Regions from separate parts of the Rattus norvegicus genome. Here region 2 is linked to region 1. Evidence: chromatin contacts called from public Hi-C data. All regions are on one chromosome and are shown on one strand. Each heading gives the region's core, a stretch centred on a gene start, on an enhancer-like site or on the middle of the called end of the contact. The rest is flanking DNA. Distances are from core to core; before and after follow the strand shown. Region 1 holds the start of Klhdc10 (kelch domain containing 10). Region 2 overlaps Klhdc10 (kelch domain containing 10).

The links. A called contact is a pair of places that touch in the nucleus more often than the background predicts.
Region 2: a contact with region 1 is called in a Hi-C map of liver, with 4 times the contacts expected there. The contact joins the enhancer-like site here to the promoter of Klhdc10 in region 1. A contact is called at or near these places in 7 of 12 Hi-C or Micro-C datasets (Schwann cells, frontal cortex, hepatocytes and 3 more).

The regions. Positions count from the first base shown.
Region 1 is chr4:59,985,173-59,990,967 of GRCr8, forward strand. It overlaps Klhdc10 (kelch domain containing 10), which reads left to right and starts at 3,599. Exons shown (of 9, transcript NM_001017456.1): 1 at 3,599-3,829. The coding sequence starts at 3,673.
Region 2 is chr4:60,027,755-60,033,549 of GRCr8, forward strand. Klhdc10 (kelch domain containing 10) reads left to right here. Exons shown (of 9, transcript NM_001017456.1): 2 at 3,280-3,501; 3 at 5,165-5,319. Among named protein-coding and RNA genes, the nearest start is that of Klhdc10, 42 kb to the left of the region's middle. Within about 2 kb of position 2,902, at least 18 of the 93 cell types and tissues checked have an H3K27ac peak or open chromatin away from gene starts, as enhancers often do. A contact at or near this core is called in liver, where this site is marked.

The DNA of each region.
Region 1 (5,795 bases), core at 2,349-4,848:
CTATTTGACTATCTACAGGGAAGACTTTTCTAGCTCCTTCTTGTTCCTAGGCAGAATTTCTCACAAATCCCACTTTTGAATGAATGCCTTTTTATTCTCTTGGAGTGATTTTCAGTTTACAGCGAATCACATAGAAAGTACAGAGCGTTCACAGTCATCTTGTCCCTGCTGTTCAGTTTTCCCATCCATCAACACAGGGCAGTGTGTAACTCATTTGTTAGGATCAGTGAACCAGTGTTGCCCCCCTCCCCATTATCAGCCAAAGTTCATAGTCTACACTATGGAATTGAGAATTGTTCCTTTCAAAACTATTCTTAAAAACCTCTCAATAAGAGAAAAAGTAATCAAATCTACGTCTTTTTGTTTAACTTGTTTGGTAGACCAGGCTGTCCTCGAACTCACAGAAATCCACTTGCTTCTGCTTCCTGAGTGCTGGGACTAAAGGCATGAGCCACCACATGCAGCTTTAAAGTTAACTCTTGGGCTGGAGAGATGGCTCAGCGGTTAACAGCACTGACTGTTCTTCCAGAGATCCTGAGTTCAACCTCCAGCAACCACATGATGGCTCACAATCATCTGTAATAGATTTGATGCCCTCTTCTGGTGTCTGAAGACAGCTACAGTTTACTTATATAAATAAAGTAAATAAATCTAAAAAAAGAAAGAAAGAAAATAAGATTAACTCTCAGGATCCATCATCTTGTTACAACAGAATCAATTCTTAGCTCTTTCTAACCTGACTGATCACTGATTAATCACTGATTGATCACCTTTGTCCACTGTTCCCCACACCACCCTACTCCCAGCTATTACTCTTAGCCACTGGATTGTTTTTCTAGCTCTGTCATAGGATTTTTTTGTATAATTTTCTTTATTAAATATTTGCTAATTTCCTTTATTAAACATTTGCTTTTTTAGATGGGCAGTGGTGGTGCATGCCTTTAGTCCCAGCACTTGGGAGGTAGAGAGGCAGGTGGATCTCTGATTTCAAGGCCATCCTGGTCTACAGAGTAAGTTCCAGGGCTACACAACAACCATGTCTTGACACCCACCCCCTCATTTTTTTCTTTTATGTATATGTATGTGTCAGTATTGGCATGTGTTTCTGTATGGCTGTGCACTTATGTTCATGTTTGCTGGCCACAGAGACCAGAAAGGGGGTTGGATTTCCTGGAATTGGAGTTACAGATGATTGTGGGCCACTGTGGGTGCTATGAATGGACTATAGTTCTTCTGGAAGAGCAGCCAGTGCTTTTAACTGGCAAGTCATCTTCCCAGCTTAACACCCCCCCCCCAATTCTTTCCTTTGGAGCCAGTATCCCACTTTATATCTCTGGCTGGCCTAGAACACTTGTAGACCAGACTAGCTCCAATTCTCAGAGATCCACTTGCCACTACCTTCTGAGTGGCTGGAATTACTACCGTGTCCAGCAAGTTTTTAAAGTTTATTATTTATCTTTGTGGGTATGAAGTTATGTGTCCTCTGTGTGTACAGAAGTAAACTGCAGGTAGTTGTGAACTGTCTGGTGTGGATGCTGGAAATCAAGCCCGGGTCCTTTACAGTAAGCATTCTTAACTGCTGAACCATAGCTTTTTTTTTTTTTTTTTTGGAGCTGGGGACCGAACCCAGGGCCTTGCGCTTCCTAGGTAAGCGCTCTACCACTGAGCTAAATCCCCAGCCCCTGAACCATAGCTCTTAATTAAAAAAAATAAATAACCACTGAGTCCATTTGGTGCTCCTTCCATGTGTGTGGGTGTGGGTTTATACACTGGAGCGCGAGCAACTACTGGTAGTCACACCCTTGAAGAAAAATGACCCTCATCCAGTAGCCATCTGTTGTCCAGAGTTCCTCAGCTAGAATTAGAGCCTCCTGGTCCCCCTCTCCACACAGATCTGTGCTGGAATGTTCATCAGCCCGGTCTTGTGCAGGCAACCATAGCTGATATTTATTTGAAGTATTCTGTGAGTACTAGGAGTTGAACCCAGGTCCTCTAGAAGACCAGCACATATCCTCTGGTCCTGTGTTTCTTTGGGTTTTTTTGTCTTTTGTTTTTTGGTTTTTTTTTTTTTTTTTTTTTGAGACAAGATTTTATGGAGCTAAGGTTGGCTTTGAACTTGTAATGTATCTGAGTGAGGCTGGACTTGAATGCCTGATCTTCCTGCCACCATCCATCCCCAGTTCTGGGGTTACAAGAATGTGCCACCATGCTGAGTTTTATTCTGTGGCAGGGGACTGCACCTTTGGTGCTAGACAAGTACTTAAGCATCTGAGCTACCTACACCCCTAGCATCGCTGGTTTCCTCTTTTTTCAGATGTCAAACATTTCAATAAACTGTATTATAATGCATAGAGGATAAAATACTAATTTTCCTACAGAAACTGGGTGTGGGGACAAAACCAAAATCTCCTGGCGACAAGAAATTTGCTGAGGTCAAAGGGTATTTCTGGTCTCAGCATTCTCTCCTTCTCCACCCCAATCCTTAAAAAAAAAAAAAAAAAAAAAAAAAAAATCCAACGTGTGAGGTTCTCATGTGTGAAACATCAAGAGGGTCAGCTAATCTTGAAAGGTTTTGTCCCCCTTGAGAAAATTATGTTTTTTCCTTATTTGGAAACAGCAATGTGTATCTGCATTTTCCCACTGTGCACTGCGCCTCCCCGAGTCCTAAGCCAAATTTTCTGTTTAATTTTGAAACGATAGGAAGTTCTGATCTTTACATTTTAAAATCACATCGTCCGTTTCATTTTCTGTCGTTGTGTATATTGTAAAACAATTGAGGTTTTTTTTTGTTTTGTTTTTGTGAGTAGAAACATTTACATGATCGTTGGTCATTTATGAGAGTATCTTTTTCTTTCTTTCTTTCTTTTTTTTTTTACAGAAGCTGTGTGATATTTAAAGATCTTCATTGATGTATGTGAAGCCTGAAAGGTTTCTTACTGGAATTTTCATTTGTGTTTCTATGATTACTCTAAGATCGAACAGTTTTCGGTATTTGCTAATCAGGTTTGCTCTTGACGTGGCTTACGACGGCGAAGAGTCCCGGCAGTGCCACTATGAAACAAAACAAATGATGAAAGCCGGGAGTTTTTTTAGATTTCATCTGACTCCGCCCCTCCGCCCCCACCTCCCGTGAGCCCTTTGTGTGTGGCAACAGTCCGCAGACCGGGTCTCAGTCGGCATAGCTGCAGACAGATGTACCTACACCAAGTACATGCATTGTGTACATATGATACTTCTAAATACAATGCTTATGGGCAGAGTTCCGGAGTACCGACCATGCCGGGGCAGCGGCCCTGCTTGGGAGTCTCCTCAGGCGTAGCCTCCTCACTCGGCTTTCGACTGTCTGGTCTGAGCACCCAGCCTCCCAGCTAAGCGGGCTAGCTCCTGAGAATTGGTGCGCTCAGTGAGCGGCTGTTTATGCCTTTCTCCCCCCCACCTCTTTTAGCTATAGCTATGGTTACCACGTCTCTCCCCGCCTCCCTCCACCTGCCAAGAAAACGACTGCCCATTGGTTCTATGTCACCAAGGCGGCCAGCCATTGGTTGCTGGTGAGCTCGGCGCTCCCCCGGCCCCTGTCTCCCGGGTCTCTTGAGGAGCCCGGGAAGGAGGCTCGGCTCGCGCTATCGGGGCAGGGGCTTGCCGGGACCGGGCTGCGGCAATCGTTAGCGGGCCATGTCGGCTGCCCAGGGCTGGGACCGGAACCGCCGGCGGGGAGGAGGCGCAGCCGGCGGGGCCAGCGGGGTTAGCGGGGCCGGCGCGGCCGGCGGGGGTCGGGGCACCGGACAGCTCAACCGATTCGTGCAGCTCTCCGGACGTCCGCACCTGCCAGGTGAGTGGTGGGGCCGCTGCCGGCGAGAAGGTGGCGGCCGCCGGGCTCTGCTGCCCCTCGGACACACAGCCGAGGACAGGGAAGCAGAGCACCAGGAAGGTGGCGTTGAGGTCAGGAGGGGAACCGGAGCACGCCTGAAGAAAAGTCTCACTATGTCGACAGCTCGGTGATGAGAGTTGTATTTTCCTCCCGAAGGAGAGGTCGCTGTCTCTTTGACATTCCCAAATGTTTCACTTCCCCGGTTCCTAATCTTTTCCCCTTCCGCAGATTGATGTTGTGAAAGAAAGACATTGGTGTTTTGGTGTGTAAAATTATTTCAAAAGGAGTGCCAAATTAAGGAGAGGAAACAAGAGCAATATAGGAGTGATTTTGTTTGAAAGAAAAAAAAAAAGCCAACCAACTGTAAGAGTTGGTTGGGTGTTTTGAAATGGAATGAGCATGTGAAAGTGTGTGTGTGTGTGTGTGTGTGTGTGTGTGTGTGTGTGTGTGTGTGTGTTGGCTAGGGAGTATATGGGAAAGAAAACCAAGAAGATTAAGGGAAACGGTTGAATCAGTAATATTTGGGGATGTACAGAGACAGAATGGATAATAGTGTCTAGATTTTAAAAGGGGGAAATGAAGATTATGAATATAAAGAAATGAAATGATGTTATCCCGGTATCAAAACTGAAAATTGGGAAAATATACCTATTGCTATATTTCATGTTTTGGTCTTTGAGTTCACATGCCTTAAAAAAATAAAAAGCCCAAAGTCAAATCTATATGTGTGTAAACAGTTGTGAAAAGCATACACATTTTCAGTCTGTTAAAAGGATGGTAATCCTGCACAGAATGTCAATCATATTGGGCAATCGTGTTTTTCTTTTCTTTTCTTTTTTTTTTTTACCGTGAAGAGAATTGTCAGGAATGATGTATTAGACCTTCGCCATGTTTTTTTTTGTATGTGTGACTAATGTTAAGTTGATTGTATCAGTGATATATTTGTCTAGATAGTTTTGAGAACCTAATTTTTTCTGAATTGTGTTTACTATTGTGACATGTTCTCCTAGGTAGTAAAAAAGTCAGTTGATTAATTTGAAGATAACAAAGGGGATTTTATTTATTCAAAAAGACAATTTCTGATATCTGTGTTATGGTTTTTTATGTGTACCAGAAATGTTCATTAACCCGTTTGTGCATGCCATTAAAAAATTGAGACATTTGTATATAATCAAATATACCATGAATTGGATTTGAAAAAACAGTATCAGACTGTATTCTGGAATTGCTAAATATGTGATCTTTAAGAAAAGGGGAGACATCTTTTTTTGTTACCTCCAGTTAACAACAAAACCCTAGATTTTTGTGCATTACTAGCCTAGAAGATAAATCCCTTGGCAAGGACTATTACCAGTTTTCTCTCTGCCTGCAATCTTTAAGTCTTTGGTCATGGATTAATAATTATACCATGAACTTCATGTGGGCATTCTCAGGGTCCTGTAACATATTGGTGTAGTTCCTCTCTGCTACCACATGAGGGCAGGGTAAGCCATGGTTTCAAATAAGTATGGCGCTATTTCTGCATTTCCTTAGCACCGAGGACAAGAGCAGCCATTTGTCCAGAGGTGAAGATAAAATGTCCTTAAACTGTGAAAATTGGAGAAGTGGAGTCATTAGACTTCGTTCTGCTTCCTTTCTTCCAGGCTGGCATTTACTTCCTTCTTCCCACACAGGCGGTCTCCATCTTTCCTTCGTTCTCAAAATTAGAAAATTTCTGATATCTCAATAATACACTTTGATATAAATAATAAATTCTTTTATGCTAATCCTTTGTTCTCCTAGGTATTGCATATTATAGCTCTTTAGTCTATTTTGAAATAATTCAAAATATTTTCAGTGGTAGTGAGGAGTAGGACTGTGTAGGTCTGTTTTATGGCTGACGCTGAAGGCCTATCTTTTCTTCTTCTTTTTTTTTTGTTTTTGGTTT
Region 2 (5,795 bases), core at 1,652-4,151, 42 kb after region 1:
ATTTCAGGAGTTGGATGCTGGTCTTTGGGCTTGGCTCTGTGAATCTTTACTGTTGAGCTCACTCTGAAACCCTACTCCGTTTTCTAGTGAGTTTTGGAAGCAGGCAACCCAAGCCTGTGGATGATTTCATTAGCAGAAAACTTGGTGGAGGATTCAGAGACTAAAACCAAATTTCATTTTGTCAAGGTCGAGGAGCCTGTGCTATATGCCACATGATGAAAATCAATGCTTGCTTCTTGCCCTGATAAATTCCTGTGATTTTTAAAAAGAGAAGTGGGTTTCTGGTATGTGGAGTTGCTCTTAGGCTGGGACTGTAGGAAGGAGATCTGTGGAGAGGGGAGTGAGTAACCTGGTGCAGCTCTGAAGGCTCCTTGACAGAATGCTCAGCATTTGTTTATCAGGTACTGGGCAGATGCTCGCACCCAGCTGTTTAATTAGACTAGATTGTGAGAACAGCAGAAGGTTGCAGTTAGAGTCACCTGGCAGTGCCAGGGAGAAACGAGCTACACACTTTTGTAGCAGCCTCATGAAAAACAAGGCGTAATGCTAATATTTTATTTAATCCATGTCATTTTGTTATATCATTAACATAGAACTGGTAATTTTACATTCTTTTAGGGGTGCTAAATCTTTGAACATAAATTCCAGTTGGGCCCAGCCACATTCAAGTGTAGCCAGGAATTACTGCATCATGCAGGGCAGAGCTCGGCTGTAAGCCCCAGAGACAATGTCACTGGCCCCGAAGCTGTCACAATAACAGTTCACAATTGTTGTCCAGTAATGTTTGAGCTTAGAATGAGTGAATGGATACATTTTATGTCAAATCATCTTTTCGTTTTGCCGAAGTGTTTGAGCCGCGTGAGTTATGTTCATCATAAAGATGGTGGTAAACTTGGAACATGTTCTTTGCTCTGTGTCCATTGAAAGTCCTAGGATGCTACTGTATTTCTTCTCATGTTTTCCGAAAATGTAAAAATCCTAAGAATCATCTAATGCTCCTGGAAACAAACAAACAAAAAAAAAAAGAGAGAGAGAGAGAGAGAGAGAGAGCATCATAGTTCCTGACTAGTGAGCATAGCAACTGATTTAAGTTTGCCTTGCTGATTCCTAGATGCATTGTAACTTGCAAAGATCATTGCACAGTCTAGCCCCTGTCCCCTAGATCACACTCGCCCTCTCCCCCTTTTCTTCCTCTGGGCTGGAGACTGAAGCCAGGCCTCACACGTGCTAAGCACCTGTTCTGCTGTGAGCTCCACGCCATCTATCTTGGAAATAACTACGTCAGAGTCCACAGAGCTGGGCATTGTTTTGATCATCTTTGCCACTGTTTACTCTGGCCTGAAGTTAAACTCAGGGAAACTTTTAAACATGTTGTATTTTTCCAGCTGTGTCAGCTGATATGGGTGATGCAGGATAATTATACACGCTGTTTGCCTTTGAGGAACTTTTACTCTGTTTGCAATAGAAAAACATGAAATGAATGGAGAAGAATCAGTTACAAACCAGTTCCATTGTCAACCTTGTTCAGTGTTCTCTGTGAGCCATAGGCTAGGTTACAGAAAAGTGGGTGCACCTACATTTATTTCTCAAATAGCTCTTCTCCACCTGGAAAGAGACCTGTAAGCCAGTGAACATTTAAGAGCAGCTGGGCAGTGAGGCTGGCAGCCCTAGTGAGTAAGTGAAGGAAGGAGTTAGCATCAGAAGGCTCTGAGCTGCTTCATTCAGGCCTTAAAGAGCTGTAGTGATTTGTACACAGGCCTGACAGGGGCCAGAATGACTAAAAGATACATTGTTGCTTTGTTTTTCAGTTATTTTAGTTCTGTACATAGCATTTTAACTCTTGTTCCAAATTTACCCTATAAAGTGGGCTTTTGATTGAAAAGACACACAAGTTTGGTAATAAATGCTAATTTAAAACATATTTATTAGGCGTCTAACAGTGTCCCTAAGTACTAGTGAACATTATATTGTTGTCAGTAGCACATGAAAACAGATATCTCTAGGGTAGTAACGAGTGTAGAGTCATCTTAGTCCATATGGCATTTTAGCTGTTTGGTTCTGTAACTGTTCAAGGGCTTATGTAGACTGGTATAAGAGGTTGTAAGGATAATAGAAATATAAAGTAGTGGATTTTTTCCTTTAAAAGGACCTCAAAATTATTTAAATGAATTAATGTATATAATTTAGTCATTTACTTACTGTATACTAGGTATTTAACCAAGGGCCTTAAACATGCTTGGCAACTCTACTGACTTGAGCTATGTCCTCAAATTGCCTAGGCTGTTTTTGAACTTATGCTCTGAGCTCAGTCAGGCACTGAAATTATGGTTCTCCTACCTCAGCTTCCTGAGTAATTTTGATTACAGGCTTGTGTCACAGGCCTGGCTGTTTGGTGTAGTTGAAACTTGAGAAAGAGTCTATGGCTGTAGCTCAGGACAGAATGCTTGCCAACCATGCACAAGACAGGTTTGATTCCAGCTCTCATAGGGAAAAATATTTAAAATCTATAATTTGCTTCCTTCCTGTTCACCAAACTTTGCCCTTTTTTGGGGAGGGGGTGTGGGGAAGAGTCCTGGGGTCCTATCCAGAAAATATTGTCTTTACCAATATCATGGAGTATTTCAGAAGACAGGTCTTACCTACAGTTTTTTATTTTTGACCATTTTGAGTTTAAACCTTTTTTTCATAAATAGCTTTTCTTAGTGATAACTTTAAACAGAATATAAGATGTTCTTTGGGATAAATGCAGGATCTTCTTTGAAAAGTTTTGGAATGGTATTCAAAGAATTAATTTTGCTCTGAGCACATGACAGCCAGTTTTCTTTTTAAGTGTATACTTACATGTATGTGTTTACTTAGACATGACTCATTCATGTTTGTGATTGCTTTCTCCAATAGTCACAGTTTAACCTAGCTTGCCTGTGTTCTCACCTAAAGAGTAAGAAATTTGACCTCTTAGCCTCTGAAATTCTAGGCCTCTCTTTCTTCTCTGAATTCCACATCGTCAGTCATTTCCTTGAGTTTATCATGCTGTGTCACCTCTCCTGGGAAGAATCTTTTACTCTTCGAAATTTGAAAATCATATGACTAAAAGTGGAGACTAACTCCCTAAAAATCTTGAGTAGTCTGTGTAATGCATAAAGTACCTAGGTGAGTGACAGACACGTGTGTTAGGAATCCCTCCCTGACTCCCTTTTGAAGTTCAAATGATTGTTACTAATTTTGTTTATGTTCTTCAACTGTGGGCCACTTTTGGAAAACCATCCTCTTCTTCTTTAGGCCACAGACCTCCCCCAGCCCGCAGTGGACACCGTTGTGTGGCAGATAACACCAATCTCTATGTGTTTGGAGGGTATAACCCAGACTATGATGAATCGGGAGGGCCAGATAACGAAGACTATCCTCTCTTCAGGGAGCTTTGGAGGTATCATTTTGCAACAGGCGTGTGGCACCAGATGGGCACAGATGGCTACATGCCCCGGGAATTGGCATCTATGTCACGTAAGTGCCAGCAGTTTTGAACTTTTGACTTTGTGAACTATCTGAAGTGGCAGGTTCAGTGTCACTTGTCCCTTCTTAATAATGTACACTATTGTAACATGGTAAGTGTTGTCACTGAGTAGGTATTTCACTGTGCTGATAATATAGTGTAATGACTCTGAATCTCTGAGTTCCAGGTTTGAATCTAACTGTAATATTGGATTGCCAGATGAGTTTTTAACTATTTACCTGTAAAGGGAGGTTAACGATATCTCGGGGTTCAGTATAAAGTATTACATATATCCTAGGAAAAATGTAGTCAAATGAAAAACTGGAGTTGCAGCTATAGTAATTAATAGCTATTAAATGAAGGACTTCACTTCCTTACAGCATCATTGTGATATAAGTTTCTACAGTGATGGAACCCAAGGTTTCAGAGGGACTCTGAGAATAAATGGCTAAGGGTTCATGCTCTGAAGCCAGGCTGCTTGGGATTGAATCCCAGCTCTTTTTAGGAAACCCTCATTAAGCTATTTAAACTCTTTTTGCCAATATGGTGTGCATACCTATAATCCCAGCACTTGGAAGGCTGAGACAGAAGGATTGCAATGAATTTGAGACTAGCCTTATATCTCCTGAAAACAAATAAACAGAGGAATTAAAAAACAAACATTTGTTACTTCTGTTTCTGTTTATCATTTCTAAAAGTGGAGGTTGGATCATTGCTTAATGGTGGAGTGCACCAAGCTCTGGATGCAGACTTAGCACAGAGAGGGAGACAGGAGAGAGAGGAAAGTAACAATGAAAGAGAGAAGAAAATAATATTTACAATTCGTTAGGGAGGTTAACTAGTTTTCTCCAAAAGTCCCACTAGAATTAAATCCAACTCTTGGCGGCGCTGTAGTATATATAGACTGTTAACTACTGCACTGTATGAGTTAAAAGACGATGGGAAGTTGGAGAGCTACGGAAATGAGAGAGGCAGAGGGAAAGAGGGAGGGAGGGAAGAAGACAGGGAGGATTGTACACAATGCAACAAACAGAAAAGATAAAGAGCAAATACCAAAACTGCCGGCAGGATATTGGTGTTTCTTTTTATCGGGTAGAGGATTAAACTGGCAGAAACTACAATTTAAAATGTATAAAGATCACTCCTCTGACAGAGAATGATCCCTTAATCCCCTATTCTAGTCCTGTGGGGTCTTTTCTAAGACAAAAATGGTCATTTTCCTCTGGTGTGCTGTGTATTCGAGCTGTCTTGAACAACAGTGGTATTCTGTAGTTCGTAAACTTGACATTGCTATGCACGTTATTTTATTTAGTGCATCTTGGCTGTTTATCATATATCTAGCAGTGAGCCGTGTGAGATAATCCATACAGTGTGAAGTAAGCCATTTCTTTTGCAAAATCTTACAGTTGGATATGTGTGATCTTAATAAGATCATTAAAGTAAACATGCGTGAGCTGCTCAGGTGGTCTGGATGCATGGACAGCACACTGCAGTCAGTGCTCTGGGTCGGAGGGCAGCACACTGCAGTCAGTGCTCTGGGTCGGAGGGCAGCACACTGCAGTCAGTGGTCTGGATGCATGGACAGCACACTGCAGTCAGTGGTTTGGGATCGTGGGCAGCTCACTACAGGAAGCAGTGCACAAGCAGAACATGTTCCTCTTCCTCTTCTCTCAGTTGTGCTGCATGGAAACAACCTGCTTGTCTTTGGAGGCACAGGCATCCCATTTGGGGAGAGCAACGGCAATGATGTCCACGTCTGCAATGTGAAGTACAAGAGATGGGCCTTACTCAGCTGTCGTGGGAAGAGACCCAGTCGGATATACGGACAGGTACTGACTGGCAGGTTAACGTTGATGCATTTGCTTCATGTTTTTATACTCTAGCAGCAGTGTCAAAAAACAGTGCAGCTGCAGTTTTAGTGGAGATAGAACTTGATGGGGCATTTCACGCTTCTGGTATGAAAGTATAATTTGTGAATCTTACCATTGCCCCTCTTATTGTCACCATTCTTTCCTGGGTGTTGGCTTTTGTTGTTCCGTGTGCAGGCTAAAGGACGGCCTCAGGTATCGTTCCTGAGGAGCTGTCCACCTTTTTTTTTGAGCCGGTGTCTCTCTGGCGTCTGGGGCTTGCTGCTGAGGCTGACTGCCTGGCTGGTGAGCTCCAGGGTCTGCCACCTGACCTCGCCTCGCCAGCACTGCTTGTACAAGTTCATCTTCACCACTCCTGGCTTGTTGTGTTTGTTGTTTCAAGAGGTGCTGGGAACTGAACTGGGGTCCTTGTGCTTGCACAGCAGCAAGTTACCCAG